3 separate regions of the Zea mays genome follow, and all the other regions are linked to region 3. The links are chromatin contacts, called in public Hi-C maps. All regions are on one chromosome and are shown on one strand. The core of a region is the stretch at or near the end of the contact, and the rest is flanking DNA. Distances in the headings are between cores, read along the strand shown.

Evidence for each region. A called contact is a pair of places that touch in the nucleus more often than the background predicts.
Region 1: a Hi-C map of tassel shows a contact between it and region 3, with 4 times the contacts expected there. The contact joins the promoter of LOC100273143 here to the promoter of LOC100383639 in region 3. A contact is called at or near these places in 6 of 25 Hi-C or Micro-C datasets (ear, leaf, tassel and 1 more).
Region 2: a Hi-C map of ear shows a contact between it and region 3, with 2.2 times the contacts expected there. The contact joins the promoter of LOC100273898 here to the promoter of LOC100383639 in region 3. A contact is called at or near these places in 3 of 25 Hi-C or Micro-C datasets (ear, leaf mesophyll and tassel).

What each region holds. Positions count from the first base shown.
Region 1 is chr9:147,112,276-147,116,876 of Zm-B73-REFERENCE-NAM-5.0, reverse strand. It overlaps LOC100273143, which reads left to right and starts at 1,686. Exons shown (of 5, transcript NM_001147590.1): 1 at 1,686-1,810; 2 at 2,721-2,868. The coding sequence starts at 1,698.
Region 2 is chr9:147,077,538-147,082,120 of Zm-B73-REFERENCE-NAM-5.0, reverse strand. LOC100273898 (male sterile45) reads right to left here and starts at 1,531. Exons shown (of 7, transcript NM_001148290.1): 1 at 1,373-1,531; 2 at 1,107-1,276; 3 at 945-1,021; 4 at 411-476; 5 at 218-292; 6 at 63-137. The coding sequence starts at 1,524. LOC103639328 reads right to left here and starts at 3,563. Exons shown (of 4, transcript NM_001324231.1): 1 at 3,096-3,563; 2 at 2,682-2,966; 3 at 2,417-2,584; 4 at 1,737-2,330. The coding sequence starts at 3,472. The coding sequence ends at 1,922.
Region 3 is chr9:147,312,032-147,316,666 of Zm-B73-REFERENCE-NAM-5.0, reverse strand. LOC100383639 (ubiquinone biosynthesis methyltransferase COQ5) reads left to right here and starts at 1,962. Exons shown (of 10, transcript NM_001176286.1): 1 at 1,962-2,235; 2 at 2,960-3,048; 3 at 4,113-4,293; 4 at 4,358-4,484; 5 at 4,562-4,623. The coding sequence starts at 4,149. LOC109942654 reads left to right here. Exons shown (of 7, transcript XM_020544781.1): 3 at 1-3; 4 at 160-314; 5 at 431-458; 6 at 549-657; 7 at 815-1,013. The coding sequence ends at 896.

The DNA.
Region 1 (4,601 bases), core at 437-2,936, 200 kb after region 3:
TACTCCATGTCAACAATATCAAACACAACTTGTTCAGTCCTTGTATTGTGGACAAATCCGAAGGTCACTGGCATTGTGATCTTACCAAGTGCTACAATCTGCCTTCCTCCAAAGCCACAAAGAGGGTGTGTAGCATCATGAATCTTGTCCTCTGGCTCTTGTATCTGTCTGAATGCTTTAGCAAATATGATATTGGCTACACTGCCTGTATCAACTAGAACATTATGGACCAGAAATCCCTTGATGACACAAGATATGACCATAGCATCATTGTGGGGGTAATCCTTGAGCTGAAGGTCCTCCTGGGAGAAGGTGATTGGGATGTGGGACCATTTCGACTTAATGAAGGGTCCCTGCACCCCAACATGCTGCACCCTTCTCTGAGCTTCCTTTTTCTGCTTCTTGTTGACTGGCTCTGAGCATGAACCGCCTGTTATCGGGAGCACCAGCTTCGTAGCCGAAGCAGCTTCAGCTTGCTTGTTGGACGAAGCTATCAGCTCAATCAGTGGAAGTGAGTTAATCGACGGTGGGCTCCAATGTTGGGGACTTGTTCTCAAATGCTATGAGTTAAGAACAAGGCAACATAAAAGGGTTAATGGTTAGTACCCTTCGTCCTTCGAAGCATTATATCCTTTAAGATGTAATGATCTTCAGACGAAGGGCATGAAGGACATACCTTCGACATTTCAATACATATTAATAAAGGAAGAAGCATATGAAATATGAGAAATAACATAAATAATCATATGGCATGATTGATATCTTTGAGTTATATCATCATGAACAAACGTGAACAATATTGAATTACATTTATACCTTCGGCTTGACAGAAGGCAAAAGTCAAGCGTGATGCGCGAGCAAATACAAGTCAGCGTGAACAGTACGGGGGTACTGTTCATCTATTTATAGGCATAGAGCGCAGCCTGTGAGATATTACATTCATGTCCTTTACAAAAGATTACAATTATGACACAGGCTCTCATGGACTAATCGGTCATTTCATCTTTAAATCGGTGCGATCCTTCGTCTTGAGACATGTCACTGTGCCGAAGCTTCATAGATGGTAGCTTCGACGCTGCTTTTGAAAGGATCTGCCGAAGGTGTTTCTTCTTACAGGATCTTCGGCGACGAAGCATACCCCTAACATCCATATAGGGATAGATCCAAATACTTATTGTTAATTTTTTAATCGTTTTCTTTTTAATTGCGAATAGATAGATATATAATCTGCTATATAAATTATTATAGTTTTTAATATTGACTATTGAGCTTCAAAAGGTTCATAAAAATTAAACCTCAAACTTATCCTATTTCTTCTTAAATGATGGATATTAAAAAAATCAGATACAAACACTATTTTAGATTTAGATGAATTTTCACATTTTTAGTTGTAAGGAGCAAATAATATAAAATAATTTATACAAAAAATTTATTCGTGTTTTTATAATGTGTTTAATAACATAACTGAGATTAGCATCAAATTTTATTTATATTTATTTTAGATATTAAATTTATCATAATTCGGTGTGTATTTCCACATCCACAGACTACAAGCATACCCTCAGCAATTCCGACTCCGACAATTCCAGAAAATCGCCGCGTGGTCGGTCCATCCGGGTCGACTTGACTTCCCTCTGCAACCTCGGAACCCAGCCAATCCGCTGATCTCAACTGCCGGGCACTCCGATCCGGCAACGATGGAGGGGAGCGCCGACTCCTTCGGGTCCTTGACGGCGCCGCTTGCCTGGCACGACTTCCTCGAGCGCATGCGCCAGCCTTCCGCCGCCGAGTTCGTCAAGTCCATTAAAAGGTCAGCTCTAGCCCACGCGCCCACTCCCCCTCAATCATATGGGTGAAATTAGGTTCATGTGAGATTCAGTTCGTGGGTGATGAGATCCGCGGCGAAACATATTGCAATTGCTTTGCTTGAGCTCTTGCGGCCTGTGTAGGGCGAAGTAGCTCGAGGTGGGAGATTAAAGTGTAGTGGGAATTCGGGGACACGAATGGGATTTCAATGCCGTGCCTTTCAAAATGTAAGCCCACATTGTTAGAGAGCTTGTAGGGTCAATCTGTCTGTTTTTGGACAGCTTAACCTAGGTTTGCTATTTGGGTTGGAACCTGTCGTCTAGGTTCGAGCTGGTTCCACTTGTCATTCCTTTCTGCCAACTTCTAGAGTTCAGACTTCTTTGATGGATGCCTTCCAAGCTGCAATATGATAGAGACATTGCACATTGTGAGATAGTTTTGCGTTGAGGTTTTTCATATGCTCTGCGAACTTGATTGATCCTGTGTATGCTTTAGCATATGTAGATGATACCCGAATTGGTAGAAAATAGTGGAGTACTTACATTGGGATTAATGCACTGAGTTTAAATGCTAATTCCAGGATAACTATTTGTTTTCAATTTAGGGTTAGAGTACGGCTTTGTATTTCCCATTACTGCCTGGTACAAAACCAAGGTTGACTTGAGCTGTGATATAGGCATGATAGATGATTATATGTTACTAATTGATCTTATGTTACTAATGGGGCGAGAAGCCCAAAGCTGTGAGTAAATGCTTCCTGAGCTATTAAGCGCTCTTTTTCTTTCAAATGCAGCCGTATGCATTGGAGATGCCTCATTTTTCTTAATAGACTTAGTAGCTATTAATATTTAACATTTATTTAGGCCTTTTTACAAAATACTTGAAATTAACTTAGTTATGTTCCATGCATACAGCTTTATTGTGACATTCTCAAACAGAGCTCCTGATCCAGAGAAGGATAGTACTGCTATCCAGGAGTTCCTGGAAAACATGGAAGGGGCTTTCAGAGCCCACACCCCTTGGGCTGGCAGTTCAGAGGAAGAACTAGAGAGTGCTGGTGAGGTAATCTCCTTATTCTGCACTCTGAAGTATCAAGTACTATTAATGTGGCTCCGTATTTTTGTTCGTACAGATGTCTGACTCAGAAATAAAGATAAGCTAACTTATTTTCAGCACTTAGCAACCTCACCAAACAGACTGAGATCCAAATACCGGACGATTAGTGCTCACACTGCAGGGCTAGAACTAAACATGTTTTAGTTTCCAGTGCCATTATTTCAGCAATTTAAAACCCATCAATTGTTCATGTCCTTTATTTGTCTCCATCTGTCAGCAACTGAGTCTGCAGGCTATTTTTCTACACTGACATCTTTCATAGGTTGCCTGGAGCCCTGGATGATATTGAGTCACATCATGGTTAATTTCTACACCAGTGCTGATGTCTTCATCTTATAGGAGCTTAGAACCACACATGCTGGTAAAAATTGGCTTACCCATACAAAATAATATTATAAAGATATTGAATTATAAACAGCATTAAAACACAAGGTTAGCATGCTTCAAACTGCAGTAGTAACTCAGAACAGATGCAAAATAGTTTCAGATTTATTACAAGAGTAGGACATAGGATATCCTGCCATCTTCTTTTAGTCATGTATCCTTAGTTGAAACAGCACTGTTACCAAGTACCAGTCAACTACAGAAACCTTGTCTTGGAAAAATTCCTTCCATGAAATCTTGTTGCTAATCCACTATAAGGACAAATACAGTGTTGGCGGCTCCCACATGAGTGGGGTCTAGGGAAGGGATAACCGGCAAGCCTTACCTCTGCATTTTTTCAGAGAGGTTGTGTTGAACACAGGACCTTTGGCTCAATGGGAAGACTTCTCACCACTGTACCAGGCCTGTCCTTCTTGCTAATCCACCACAAGGATCTGTTGAAACATTTGTAAACAATTTTTTCTGAAAATTGTTTGTTAGATACCCACCATTCAATTTGCACTTATTATTTTCTTCAAATATCACAGTACTTAATAAAAGACCTATTCTGTCTTGTTTGGGTACAAGATGACTTCAAATATACCCAGAATCAAATATGTTGATATTGGATTTGGTTTCATTGCATCTTAATAGTGCTCTTCATTAGTTTTCTTGCCCCTATATCTTAATTTCACTTCATATTGGCGTACAAATTATATAGTAGTTGACTTCTATTTAAACATGATTACTCTTTATGATCATTGCTAATTTAGTAATTCCTTATGTCTGATAAAATGACATTTGATGTCAAAACTTCACTCATTTACAGTAGTCATGCTGCCCTTTTCTTCGATTAAGAATAGCACTGATAGATGGTACTGCCAAGTACTACTATTAGTAACACTGTTGTTCTATTCATACAAGCAGCTGGAACTACATGTTGTAATGTTTGATGCATCTTGCAAAAAAAAGGGTATTGGTCATTCTAGAGTTTACTTACTAACAATTTATCATTTTATTATGCTGTGTACTGACTAATAGTTTATCATTTTATTATGCTGCATATCGACTAATATTTTATCATTTTATTATGCTGTATGTATACCGAATAATTGTTGTATGTGTTGGATTTTTTGCTCTTCGTAGCATATGACAACGTTTTGTCTTCTATTTAGATCTGATTACTCTTTATGGTAATTGCTAATTTAGTAATTCTTTATGTCTGATAAAATGGCATTTGATGTCAAACTTCACTCATTACAGTAGTCATGCTGCCATTTTCTTCGATTAAGAATAACATTGATTAACGATATTGC
Region 2 (4,583 bases), core at 282-2,781, 230 kb after region 3:
AAACCAAGATTGCTAAAAAACAGCTAAATTCAAGGTAATTTTTTACAAGAATGCAAACTCACTAGATATTCCTTCTTGTCAGGATCCCAGTAAGAGAAGAATTTGTTCGCTGATTTATCAATCTCTGTACTTGGTATCTGCAGCAACAAACAGTGTCAAAAACAGTAATTGACCAGTGTACCTGATACCTTGACATTGAACTTTTGGACGAGATTACCTTGAATGCAATAATTTCATAGGGCTCTGCAGCAAAAAGTAGGTACTGATAACCCTTATCCCAACTTTGGACTTTCTATACAAATAAGCCGAATAGATTTTAGTGAACCAGACAGTACAGACACCAAATCAATAGACTATAGTTCAAAGGGTTGTCAGCACTCGTCATGCTCAGAGTCAGAGATCAGGTTTACCTGTTCATATGATGACATGAAACGGTGCCTTGGCTTGCAATTATCTTCGATTTCCGGGTAACCAATCTAAAATGAAAAAATGTCAAAAGATATTGATCCGAGCCTCCAATGTACAATCGTAACAAAATAAATGGTAAAGCAAAATTTGCGAATCATGAGGTATAATGTCATTAGCTAGTGTTGTATTCATCAAAACTGTATTGTAATATATTATCCAATCAAATGCATAAAGCTAATTACTTCTAAAGATAAAAATAGTTTCAGATGAAAAAGACTAGTCAAGGAACAAAGTCGAGAAAGTATAGGCAATTACTTGCATACTATAATTTGGAGAACCTATCAACTATGCTACTTTATCAGACAGTCGGCCTTATCAGTACATAAATTGCAGATAAGATATACACCTGATTCAAAATTCGAGCTTAAGCATTCTTTATATATAAAAAGATACTACGACGTGAAATAATCTTTAAAATGCAAACAACAAGTAACTTAACTGAAATCAGTAAAAGATGATTGGCAAGGAATACTAACTTCAAAAAGAAACGAGTGTTGCTTCATCTCAGGATCATATTGTTTGGTTACTTTATACCCAGGTCTGCCAATCTTAACTGCAAAGGGAGGAAAGAAAACTAATTAACAACATCAATTTTGCAGATAAAGGAGAGTGGACAGTTTTTTTTTCACGCGACGCACCAGACTTGCGGGGGGCAAGCTTGCGCTTGTTGGGCTGAGGCTGCGCGGGTGCGTCCTTGGCCTCGCGGGCGGCGCGCTTGGCGAGGTTGGTCTGGTGCCGCTTCCCCTGCGTGTGGGCCAGGTAGTTCCCCTCATTGTTGTGCAGCGTCAGGCACAGCTTGCACTCGTAGCTACAAAAAAGCAGAATCAGCGCATAGATCGAGGCGAATCGATCCGGGTGCGAGTAAGCGAGTTCGAAGAGGAAGCTAGGGTTTAGGGCGGGTTACCTGCCGAGGTGGTTGCGCATGAAATAGGGGTCCTTGGCGAGGTCGATGGTCTCGAGGGCCAGGCGGCGGAGGCGCTCCCGCCGGTCGATGGCCTCATTCTGCGCGGAGGCGGCGCCGCCGCTGCCGGGCTTGGAGCCCCACTCGCGATCCATGGCGGCGTCCGCTCGGTTTGGCTCGCCGCCGGCTCGGGTCGGTCACTACTATGTCGGCTAAATCAAACCGAGCCCAATTCGCGGTCGCGGACCCGTGACAATCCAAATTCGGCCCAATCATACTTGTATTGCAGATCTAATTTGAGTTTTTTTTAGATGGCCCTTACTATAGACGAGCAAGAGGGTACAACCGTACAAGCTGGAGCAAATTGTAGCAAAGTGAGAGCTCAACATGATCCCATTCAATTAGTGTGATGCGACTACAGCACCAATGCCCATTGAATCTGTCCATTATTATGCCAATTTGCCAAACACAAACAAGATTACAACCAGTGACTGCATTAGACATTTATAGACGTACACAGATTAGGAGGCATTGAAACAGCATAGATCATGGTTAGTCCTCTAAAGGGTAGGGGATGGTGGCGATGTGGTTGTGCGCCACGGTTCCGATCCACAGCTTGCGGCCCACCTCCCGCACCTCGCTCACCAGCTTCATCACCTCGTGGCCCCGGTCCTCGAGCACCTCCACGACGCGCCCTTCGCCGTCGAGGAGCGCGAGCACCGTGTGCATCCTCCTGGCGGCCTTCCAAGTGAGCACCTTGAGCGACAGCGGGAACTTGAAGTACAGGGTCCGGAGCCACGGCCTCTTGGCGAACACCTCCTGCGCCGGCGTCCGGCAGCAGTCGATCGCCACCCAGAACTGGCCCCTGCCGTTGGAGCGCACGTTGTCGGGGAAGCCCGGCAGGTTCGCGAACACCTCTACCTCGCCCGCTCTTGGGCCTTCCAGCCAGTACCTCATTATCCTGGTCAAGGCCAGATTCGTGTGGTTTGTGTTCATGACTATGGATACGGTAGAATCATGAGCATCGTCAGATAGTATTTTTGTTACCTGCAGTTTGTTGTCTCGGAGAAGAGAAGAAACTGATGGTCCTCTGAGATCTGCACGCCGTTTGGGAACACCAGCCCCTTGAGCACGACATGGACACCGCTTGTTTCTGGATCATACCTGAGCAGCCTCCCGGTGCCTTCTCCTTCTAACAGGATGTTCAGATGGTCCCTGCAAATTCAGCTCTTGTCTGGTGAGCTACTCTTTCAGCAGAGAATACAGAGGCGTTTGAAAATGAGAAGCCGGATTGTTACGTCGCTTTGCTCACTTTCTGCTGTATCTCATGCTCGTGTCAGTGAAGAATACGGATCCATTCCTGTGCACATCGAGGTCGTTCGCGAACCGGATGGGGTCCCCGTCGGCTTCCCTCGCGACGGAGGACGCCACGCCGCCGCTCTGGCCAACGACCATGAGACCGTAGTACGCGTCGGCGACGTAGAGCTCGCCGGTCTCCCCGTGGAACCTCAGGCCGAGCGGCCGGCCGCAGAACTCCTCCTTCTCGTGCTGCTTCCTCGTCGTTGAGTTCACTCCATTGGCACAGACTTCTTCTGACCTTTGCCAAGAAACAACAAATTTTGCATGACGTTTCTCCCAAGAATGCAAAAAATCAGATCAAAATATCTTAGTACTACTATATTATAGCATGTAACGAGTGGACGCCGGAGCGATATCGAGCACTTACCAGTCAGGATTCATGACGGCGAACGTCTCCCACCCGGCCTCCTCGCCCATCCACCGCACGACGCGGCCGTCGGCGAGGCCGGCGTACGGCCCGCGGCCCTGGAGATCGAACTCGATAGACTCCGGCCCGAACACCTCGCCGACGAACTCCAGCCTCCCGCGCCTGAGCCGGCTGGCATTGTCTCTGGGCCAGCTGCCCATGACCTCCCCGTACGGCGCGAGCTCGTGCTTCACCGGCCGGTAGTCGACCTCGGCCAGCGGACTGAGGCCGAACGGGTCCGCGACTAGGAGGGCCAGCGCCAGGGCCGCGAAGAAGAGGTGAGGGTACTGCACGATGCCATCACGCCCTCGCCGCCACTGCAGGTTCCTCTTCTCCATGCTGGTGGACGAAAAAGATCGGCAGAGGAGAGAGGGAAGCTAGCGGGAGAACGCTAGCTGTTGTGATCTTTAATGGATTGGTTCAGGAAACATATGTGCGTGTTTGCATGGAAGTTGCATGAGTAAGATGGATTGTTTGGGAGTAGGTATCCTCTTGGTTCAGAATAGGCAAGGCTTGGACGATGGAACAAGACGAACGGTTGAACAAGCATGTAGTATGCCATGTGAGATGACACGAGAGCTGCCGAACCTGACGTAGGCACCTATGAGCTATGATTACGGTGGCTATCGTTGCCAAACCGCACATCTCAGGGACAATGACTTAAAACTGATTTCTTCCTCTCTCTCTCCCTTTTTACTAATCTAGAGAAATAGCTCAGATTTGGTTTCGCTCGATTTCAGTTTCGGTTTAAATAATTTATGGGGCTGGCCAAATAATTATACACAGTGATTGTAATTTATTGGGAAAACATTCTAGGGCTAGTCTGGCAACTCTATTTTTCTAAGTGTTTTCTATTTTATAAAGAGAAAATAAACTAATTTTTTTTGAAAAAATCAAAATTCTTTGAAAGAAACAGGGTTGCCAAACTAGCTCTTAAAAAAATCAGAAAGATTTTTGAACGAGAATCTACGACATGCGTGCTCTTATATAAAAATGACTTTATAGTCATTTTATAAAATCGGAAGAAAATCACTCTATTGTAAGAGAAGAAAATGTATATAAAAACAATAACAAAATAACAAGAATGAAAAAGAAAAATCTGAACGTCATAGCTTACCTTTCGATATAATTTGTCGCTCTTAGATGTTTGTAAACTGTAACATAATTTGTCTCTTTCGAAATATGCTTGTTTTTTAAGAGGATCGTGGTTTTAATAGATGTTTCTTTAAACATTACATGATAGCTTTCGAGTGGATTAGTTACTTTGGTTATTTTTTTAAATCTTGTTCTGGGTAGTGCCAATAGTGGACACTAGACATGGCTGGTCCTCGCATTTCTGGGCCCTAAGCGAAAATCTATGCTGAGGCCCTACACAAAAGTATAAGTTTGTTATTTTTCCAAAAATTAAATAATATCTAAAGAATAATAATATAGGTGACGATTGTGGGG
Region 3 (4,635 bases), core at 713-3,212:
TAGGTAAGCTGCTACTGGATTGAATACATTACTACTATAAAAAGTACACTACAGATGGTAAAAATGACCGAATATGAACTCCGATATGTTCCTTTCGCTCTATTTTTCTTGAAAATATTAACCATTGTACTTCGGAAACTTCTCTGTTCTTTGACACAGTTGAACCTGATACATCATGGGATATAATAACGTCAGTGGATTTGTGGAAAGATGGTGGCTCAGATGATGGATATGTACTTGTTAAGCACGAGGATGTTGTTGATGGGATGACTTCCTTTATGGCTGCATGTTTGGTGTCAATTAAAAAGACCAAGGTAGCTGTTTTCTTCACTTGATAGGATCATCATGCTGAGCGAGGGGTTTCATGTCTCTGCATCTTTGTATGAGAGGTGCTTTACATATTTAATGTGTGAATTCCATGTCTATGCAGGACCTGCCCCTTGATCAACTTCAAAAAGGTTTCTTTTTCTTTCCTTAATTAAGAGGAAAGGTCAAATGATTTTTATTGGATATTCTGATGTTAAATTTTTTGATTGTTCATATTCCAGCGCTTAGGAAGACGTTTTCAGCTGAAAAGAAGAAAAGTAAAATTCGGAAGGCATGGGATGGAACTAAAGTCATTTATAATGATGCTTCATGGGGCGCCACTGTTGTTGGGTAAGTTTTATAATCGCACTAACCTTGGACAGTAATATTTTTCTGAAAGAATTATCTTCCCACAAAATAATCACCAAGTTGAACAGGGGTCTGCTAGCTTGGCCCCCCTAATCTCTATATAGCGCTACGCTAACTATTTGAGTAATCTGTCATGCAGGGTCTATAGTAATCGAGCATTACTTACGATCGCAACTACAACGTTTCAGACTTCCTGTCGTGTGATATCCAAGTTCCTTTGAATATTGTGTCAACTACTAGGGCATGTTAGAATTGCTTGCGTGTGTGCTTTTCCATTGTTCAGGCAGCATAAAGCTTGAGACCATTTGTTTAGTCTATGCTGATGAGTTCGACTGCTAATTAGCAACGCCTCCTAGTCAAAAGCAGCATGTGTATTGTATAACTGTAAATATTGCCTTGATTTGAACAAACTTGTTTTTTGTGCTAGAACTTTATTTCACGAACTTCATATGATAGACCCTACTGTAGAGTATTTCTTTCTCTTCTCATTTCCCATTATTGTTGTCACTTCTCTTTCAACGAGAATTTTCTTTCTTATTTTCTTTTATTTTATGTAGAAGTGTAGAACCATAGTCTCTTTGGCTAATTTAATGTGGTTTTGTTATCTGGAAATCTGGACTAATATATTTATCACATCTTTGAAAGTGGTATTTTGAATTATTAGATCGACATGTTAACAACTGGGTGGGGGTAGTTTATCTACTATCTTTACTACTATAATGCACTACTTTTAATAGTTCCAGTCGTGGTTTTTGTGCGTCGCGCCCCCATCCGCTCGCTCGTTCTCCACGCTTCGCTATCTAGGAGTATCCGCTCGCTCTCTGACATCCACAAACGCTATCCTTTAAGCATTACATATTTTTTTTAACTGATTTAGTTGTGCATTACCATTTTATTTAATATTTTGTATGCCGTCGCAATGCATGGTCATCTACCTAGTATAGTATATAGGAAACTACAGTATTCTAGCATAAATATTGTTTGGTTGTTTTAATATCATAGTTTAGCCAATACCGTAGTTTAACTTCACAAAGTTTTCTCTCTATTGTTCATGCGCTCTTTTTTTTCCTATACTCTCGTGCTGGCGTCGTCGATATGTGATTTTAACCTCTTCCTTCATTCCTCGTTGGAACGTGACCCTGTGCAGGGGCGACCCGGGCTGCCTGAGCTGCAGCCCCGCATCGCGGCCTAGTAGAGGCCCATCGTCGCGCGACGCGACCTAGCGGCAGACGTCCTTCGTCCAGCCCCAGCCCAAGCTCCAGCCGCCGCTTGGCTCCTGCCGTCCTGCGTCCTGGTCCAGCGCTTCCTCTCCAGCTCCAGCGCCGCAGCGCGCTCGCCCGTGCCTCATCTCCAGCTCTCCAGCGCCGCAGCGCGCTCACGGCCCACCAGCGCCAGCCGCCAGGCCGCCACCGCGGCACCGCCAGGCGCCCAGGCGCGCTCGCCCGCCGACCGCCGTTGTCCTTGTCCAGCCGCCGGAGTCCGGAGCACCGAGCACGGGAGCAGCCGAGGCGAGCAACCGAGCACCGCCATTGAGCAACAGTGACCGTGAGCCAAGCCGGGGTTTGTGAATTGTGATTTAAAGTTTTGGTTTCATTATTTATTTGGTAGTAATCCCATGTTTAATTATAGGAATAAGATAGACAAATTTCTCATCAAGAATCGGAAGAAAGATGCTTCTAATTCTAAAACAATTAGGACAAATGAGAGCCGTGTAGAATAAAATAGGCCATATATTGAGCTAGATATGAATGATATAGTCCTGTGCATCACGCCTTCGGCGGATGGGAGATTCGTCCGCCGCCGGCAATAAGCATCACGTATGTAGCAACTTTCAAAAGGATTTCTGTTCATCCCGCAATACACATGTAGCCGCTTTTTTTAGTATTCACTGCTGGATGTTGGGAATTTTAGCCTCCACGACCTGACAACATAATCAACAAGAGCCTCCACGAAGTGGCTAGGATGTTGCTGTTTTTTTTCTTTGTGCGGTGAGTATATCCAATATCCAATAGTCTAATCAGGATTCTTTTAGCCTCCTTGTGTATTTTTTTTGGGCTACAGTTGCTGTAAATAATCGTTACTGAGATAGTTTGGTAGTCAACAAATACTTTGGAACCAAACATGTGCTAGTTTCATGGAATACTTTGGTTTTAGCGAGCCGATGAAAAATCATGGTAGTCATGCTATAAAATTGGTTGCTGAGCGTTACAATGTTGCGGCTTTTGACTAGTACATTGCATAATAGTCTGCGTTCTTGGTACATAAAATTGTCTATTTGCTTCAGAACTCTGGGGGTCAGTAGCCCGATGGCTTTCGCTGAGAGATTGATCCGCAAACGATTAAGAAGAGTACTGTTATTCTGAACAAAAAGAAGTAAATCGTTTTCTTTACTCTACCATAAGTTCTATTTTAATATCGCCACTCTATTGATTAAAAATGACTATTTTTCATATTTCAACGAAGTTGAATTTTATTGAATTTTTATTTTTATTTTGCTTTGCTTTGTTGGGAATGCGTTTACGCTGCAAACGAGATAACTCCAAACACCCACCATTAACATCTCTAGCGGCGGCATTAGCGGCTTCTCGACCGCCTATCGCCTCATGCTCGTTTAGCGCATACTGCCGCTTTTTTGAACCCTGCGGTTGGAATACCCAGCACTAAAATCCTAGGCCCGCAACTGGCTGCGGGGCGGACAGTCGATTAGAGTCTTCAACTAGTCATTAAAGGCCTTTTTAGAAGTGGAGTATTTTCTCTGTTTTTTAGATAATACTGTAGTATTTGAGAAGGGTAAAATTGAGAAAAAAACACGACTAACTGTAAAAGTGAGGACACCAGTAAAACCTAGAACACCAGCTTAAAAAACCTTTTTTTCTAATACAGTTTTTGGTAGACTCTTCAAAAGATATGTTTTCGAAACTGCAGTTTTGACTATATTGCACTACTTTCACAGTTTTAAAAACTTAACTCCAAAAATTTTCAATACTTGGGCCTAGCTGATGCTCTTAGGGAGGTAGGATAGAGTCTGTTCTTTATTGTGCTGTAATCTGTAGTTTTTGTTTTAGTTGTTAGTGTGTGCAGTGTGTGTGTGCGTGCAGGTGTCCCTAACCTATACCTCTCTTGTAAGACCCTTTCTTCTATCTTATCTATAAAGACGTGCAAGTCTCATGTTTCTTTCAAAAAAAAGTTTTAATACTATGGTAAAAAATATTGTGAGTATGTCTTGACATTTCAAAACTGAAGTATTTCAAAACTATAGCTTTCAAATACTTTGTTTCCAAATAGGACCTAATTGTAAATTAGTCCGGTCGATTGGAGTCTTCAACTATCCACCAGTTGCAAATTCAATCTATAAGTTAATTGTAATTTTCCTTTCCAATGTATTATCAATTGGAATACCCGAATGCTTTTGAACTGCCACTGTGATTTGGCGGCAGCTCTCTCAATATCACCACAGGAACAAAGGATCAGAAATGGCTATGCAGGCCGCAAGGAGGCTAGCATCTTTGAAACTCCAACGACGCCTACTCCTTCCCTCTCAGGCCGAGTCCCCAAGCATAAGCATCCCAACCGCAGCGGCGGCGGCAGCCTTCCTCCACTCCCATGCCACCAGCTTCGGTACACATTGCTCGTATCCATTTTTTCCTGCTTATATAGATCCTAAAATCTCGTAGTTCACTAGGGTACAAGCAGGTTCGCGAAGAGGATAAGAGCAAATTGGTTGGCAACGTGTTCAGCAGCGTGGCTTCTAGCTACGACCTCATGAACGATCTCATGAGTGTCGGCCTGCATAGGCTGTGGAAGGACAGGTTGCTGCTGCTTGCCCTTTCTGTTTCTTTTATGGATATCTTCCTTTGTCACTCAAACTCCGATTCTTTTCTTTCAGGCTTATTTCCAAGCTGAACCCCTTTTCGGGGATGAAGCATCTCGATGTGGCTGGTGGAACAGGTAATATCTATC